Regions from separate parts of the Sus scrofa genome. Here region 2 is linked to region 1. The links are chromatin contacts, called in public targeted proximity ligation maps. All regions are on one chromosome and are shown on one strand. The core of a region is the stretch at or near the end of the contact, and the rest is flanking DNA. Distances in the headings are between cores, read along the strand shown. Region 1 overlaps CRADD (death domain-containing protein CRADD). Region 2 holds the start of CRADD (death domain-containing protein CRADD).

Region 1 (2,700 bases), core at 72-2,571:
CTTAGGCAAAGATATTTAATTTTATTTTTGTTCAGGATATCATGTAATATACTTCCTCCCCATCTTATGTTCCCAAATTTGGGATAAGCATAGAATCCTTTTAGGACTGCAGGTTGCTGTCTAGTTTACTAGAAAGCACGATGCGTGTAGAATAGTGGTTAATGATGTATGGAGTCTCACCTTAAAGGTTAGCAGGAGAAAAAGTTAAAGTATCAAGGCAGTCCTGCTGTATAGCACTGGAAACTACATCTAGTCACTTACGATGGAGCGTGATAATGTGAGAAAAAAGAATGTACACATGTATGTGTAACTGGGTCCCCTTGCTGTACAGTAGAAAATTGACAGAACGCTGTAAACCAGCTCTGATGGAAAAAATAAAAATCATTATGAAAAAAAATATATATCAAGGAAGGTGCTACTACAGTAAAAACCTTACTTCCTTTGTAAAATCTTGATATCTCACAGGAAGCCTTGGATCTTTTTCTCAGCCACCAAGACTTTAAATATGAAAGTAAAGATGCCATGTAAGTGTAATACATTATGTTCTTCAGACCAACTCTTCTCAAAGTGTGTGGCTATTAATCCTGGCTCGAATATAAATTATATGAGATTAATTTGCAGAGAGGGTCGAATATAAATTATATAAGATTAATTTGCATGGGGTTTTAGAATGACGAGGCGAATACAATATTCCTCATGTCTTTCTCCTTCTGGTTTTGACTCTTTGGAAATGCTGTTAGTTTTATTTTTTGTGTATTCTCATAGCTGGGATCAAAGCAAACAGGCTTAACAGATAAAACAGATCATTTTCTCCCTTATGAAATAAGGGGGCCGGACCGTGCTCCTTCTAGTCAGTTTCCGGAGACTTGAATCTCCACTTCTGAACTCTTAGCACTCCTTGCAAAGCTCTACCTTTCTACTCCACACGCCCTGCTTTTTGTTATCTGATTTGCGAGTCAATGTTATGGAAAGTCTCTATTGTCATGCAGACAGCCTCAGCGTCAGGTCCTAGCCGAGGTCCACCACCCAAACACACTATTCAAACCGCCTCGGAAAGAAAAATCTTTTTGAAAGATGGCAAACTTGGCTTTCGTGTTCCCCTAAAACGAAGTTCTCGGGCAGCATCTGGCTGCGCAGAGTAATCCAATCTATTTTAATGCAAAGATTTTCCAAGAAGGCAGGAAGCAGTCAAGGGGAAGGCTTTCAGGCATCTGCTGTTTCGTTTCCAGATCTCTTGTGTTAATTTAATGTTTCTAGGGAACCAGGCTCTTTCTTTTTTCTCAGAATCCCTCCTCTAGGAACTGGTGAGGGCGGTGGCGCTGCGCGAACAGCAGATAAGCTGCGAGCTTGGCTGGGGCGCTCGGCGGTCCTGTGCAGCCTGGTCACCCCGCCACCCCGACGGCGCCCCGAGGGCGATCCGGGGGTGACTGGGCAGTTTTCCTCGGTTTCCTCCATCTGACGCAAAGGCGGCACCCGTAGTGACGGAGGGACCCTTGAAAGCCGTGTTTATTTCCATGTGTCCAATTTGGCCCCAGTGAAAGGTAAATATGAAGCGACCGCTCTTCCTCACTCCACCAAAACCAGGGACACGCACCCCATCTCAAGGCAACAGACCAAACCAAACCAAACATGAACCTGAGTGACATGTGAATCTTGCATAAACACTGGCGTTTGTGTTCGGAAAAGAGCATACCGGGAACATTGGCATTCCTTGCAATAGGCTGCTGCCCATCTTCGGTAAATTAGCAATCACAGGGTGCCGGGAAATGTCCTGCCCTTGTGAGATGAGCGGGTGCCGCAGATTTTGTTCTGAAGGAGCAAACGGTAATAGTGGAGTCAGGTGCGTGTGCGACGCCAGAACGTTAATGCGTTGTGTTCCAGGGCCCTTATCTCGGGACAGATGGGCCGGGACTCTCTCTCCCACTTCAGAACCAGAGGGATGCAACTCAGCTTCCCTTTGGGAGAGGAATTCTGCACCATCCAAACCAAAAGGCTGCCGTTTAAAATAGTTTCGTTTTTGTATATTCGTATTGTTATTCCTGTGTAGAAGCCTAGAATGCTAATAATTTCCGTCGCTGTGAGACCTGCCCTGTGTACCTCATGGTAAATTTAATGGGTTCACCGTAGAACAATAGTGGCTTAGCTAGTGCTCTGATGATGCCGATATTCTTACAGCAGCCAACATAACTCTGTTACTACGTTCATGGAATCACAGAATTGGAGTTGGAATAGAGTGTGGAGGTCATTCAGGCCAATTTTGAAAATGGAATTGTAAGAATTCTTTTATAACATTTTTGACTGCTTTTCGAGGTAGTCCATTACATTGCTGGAGAACTCTATTAAAATGTTACTCCTTTTATTAAATTCAGTTCTCTCCTTGGTTCTCATTCTCCCTGAATAATGAAAGCCTAAAATGATTATTTTTTCATATGTTTTAGTGAGTGTGATACATACTTGAAGACCATGATAAGAGATTAGATTCTTAGTAATGATAACCACATTTTGGGCTCCAGTTCTTGCTTTATGCCTTGCAAATCATGTTTTGAACTGCTTAGGAGCAATGGCAGAATTTCCCATATTAAGTGGTCTTTGAGATGAAGCAATAAAAGGGTATATTGGCAACATAGTTTTCATTTTAAAAAATCCCTCTGATGATTTCATATTTATATCCTAATTTTCTGTTATGGTAGTTTTTTGTTT
Region 2 (2,760 bases), core at 77-2,576, 53 kb before region 1:
TGATGGGAACTCTAGGCATGTTTTAAAAATAGGTAGTTTTATATGGGTTTTTTTAGTTGGTGGTGTTAATAATTGTTTCAGCCTTATCATATGTTTGAAAATTATCAAATTTTACAGTTGGAAAAAATAATTTTTTTTCCTCCCCCCAAAGTCAGTAACCTCAGCTATTGGCATTGTCAGAAGAACTCTGCATTTTATCTGGAATGTTGCTAACACCTGTCCATAAACAGAAGGAGACTCTCTGAGAAAAGAACAGCAAAAGAACAAAAGAAGAAGAGGAGAGTGGAGACAATACCTGTTACTCAAGAGTATCAAGAGTAGAGGTGGCACCAATTATTTACTAGCATTTTTCTGTCATTAGAAGAGCAGACTTTTCACCATACAGGGATGTGAGATGTTCTCTATACTGGAAAGAGCATGAAATCAGACGGAGCGAATGAACTCAGGTTTTGCTATTTGTTAGCTGTGAGGTTTTGGTTAAGACACCTGACCACTTTGATTCCACAGTCCTCACATATGTAAAATGCTAATTATACTACTTTTCACCCAATGTAAAAATAGTGTCACTGGCATAGTAAAATGGCATATTGGTATAGTAACACTTTAAAGTGGTTACAAAAATTAGAACGTTTCAAAGAGGTTTAGAATTGCTTTCCATTTCTGATTCAGTTTGCCGATGTTTACTAGTCATTCTTCCATGTTCAGATCTTCAGTCTTTCTAATAATCGTGAAAGTCCTCAATGCCTCATGACAAATGCCTTTCTGTCCAGAACAGCTCGCGGATTGCTTTAATGAATTCCTACCTGATTGACTTGTAAACTCTTTGTGGGCAGACCCTTGTGATATAAAGGAATGACTGCAATTAGTGGGGGGTAGGGGTTGGGGATGGACTGGGAAACATGATAAACGAATGATTAAGTAAAAATTTTAGTAAGATGGTGATATGTGCTTCAGATAAAATGAAGCTGTAAGAGGGATGGGGAGGGCAGAAGGTGAATATTGCAATTTTAAAAGGCATGGTTGAGGAAGCTGCAATTTTATTTTATTTATTTTTTTAATTGTCTTTTTGCTTTTTCTGGGGCTGCTCCCTCGGCATATGTTGGTTCCCAGGCTAAGGGTGTAATCGGAGCTGTAGCCACCGTCCTAAGCCACAGCCAGAGTCACGCGGGATCCCAGCCGCCTCTGCGACCTACACCACAGGTCAGGGCAACGCCGGATCCTTAACCCGCTGAGCGAGGCCAGAGATCGAACCCTCAACCTCATGGTTCCCAGTCGGATTCCTTAGCCACTGCGCCACTACAGGAACTCCAGGAAGTTGCAAATTTAAATAAGAGTGATCAAGGAAGGTCTCCCTGATAAGGTAACTTTCGAAACCTGACTATCTATTACGTCAATTGAGTACAAAGCCCTGGTGGAGTTACTGTGTTAAAATACAATTATCCAGTGACTCCTTTCCTAAGCGAAGGTACGTTTTCCATCTCCAGAAGGTTTCAGTATTTACCCACAGCAAACATGGCGGAAAAGGCTTCATCCGAACACACTCGGGCCACCAATAAAGAGGGCCACAGCGCTTCCTGTGTTTGCCCTTAACAAAGATGGCTACAACACTTCCTGTTCAGGGCTCTTGCCTTCAACAAAGATGGTGCCCATGGTACAGGTTCCCTGACTGTCTGGATTCCGGTTGCAGTTTGTTCTGTTTTGTTTTTAAAGATACGTGTTTGCAGACGTAAGTAACAGGAAACCAGAACCCCCGTATCCATCTTTTCTCAAAGACCCCGCGTCGTGGCATCTGCAGCCTGGGCCCTGCAAGCCCCCCCACCGTCCCGCCCCGTGACTTGCTCGCGGCGTCCCCGAGCCCGCGGGGTCGGGGTGACGGGGTGACGCTCTCCCCTCGGGCTCCCCTGCAGACCATTCCCAGCACTCCCTTTTTAGTGGGTCAGGTTGCCTAGAAAATCTTTCGTAGTTCTTCCTGTTGTTAATGCCACAGAGCTTGAGCTGGCAGGGCAAGGAATAAAACGAAGTCCCAAACGAGTAGGAGTTGCCCAAAGTGCACACCGCCCTGCTTACCTGCCGCCCCTCGGGGTCGCCCGCTGTGGTGGTACTTTCTGTGGGTGTTGTGAAGCCCCGTCGGCCGCCCCGGCCTCCCCTCTCCGCCACTTACTCTCCTGGCTGGCCCTCTGTTCACTGCTGCAGTGGTCTTGGAAGCAAGCCATCAATGGCCTGTGGACATTTTTTTTTTTCTTTTAAAGGAAACAAACACACCCATTAAATATCCCATGCATGTGTGGCCGTGGCAGTGTTGTGATGGAGGTTTGGAATTCTTCCAGGGAAGGGCTGGAGTCTGTGATTAGGTGTAAGGTTTACTGTAGACTGGGCAGGAATGTTTAATGTTTTCCTTGAAGGCCTTTTCTCTTGGTGAAAAAGATTCTTAAACGTATGGTACCCCCACAGGTTTCTGGCCTCACCCCCACTGCGGATCAGGTTCGGCACATGCCCTGGGTCTAAAGGATACCCACATGGATATCAGCAGTTTCTGCCGTGATGGGGTTATCTCTGATGAAGGCAATGTTAAAATAAAAAGCACTGTTTCTTCTCAAGCATGCTAAAATGAAATGCTCCTCTGTTATCCTCAGAAAAAAATTGCTTTTAAAGTAGGGTCTCTGATCCACTTTTTTTCCCAATCTCTTTATGGAACAAGACTGGAGCTAGGACCTCACTATGTAGAGAGCAAAAACAAAGGGCATGATTCATGCTCAGGGC

What was found.
Region 2: a targeted proximity ligation map of skeletal muscle shows a contact between it and region 1. A contact is called at or near these places in 5 of 47 Hi-C or Micro-C datasets (heart right ventricle, liver, retroperitoneal adipose tissue and 1 more) and 2 of 2 datasets of targeted methods (alveolar macrophages and skeletal muscle).

Annotation. Positions count from the first base shown.
Region 1 is chr5:89,426,287-89,428,986 of Sscrofa11.1, reverse strand. All of the region lies in intron 2 of CRADD (death domain-containing protein CRADD), which reads left to right. Among named protein-coding and RNA genes, the nearest start is that of CRADD, 53 kb to the left of the region's middle.
Region 2 is chr5:89,478,980-89,481,739 of Sscrofa11.1, reverse strand. It overlaps CRADD (death domain-containing protein CRADD), which reads left to right and starts at 1,326. Exons shown (of 5, transcript XM_021092769.1): 1 at 1,326-1,726. LOC100738154 (a long non-coding RNA gene) reads right to left here and starts at 2,316. Exons shown (of 2, transcript XR_303634.3): 1 at 2,068-2,316.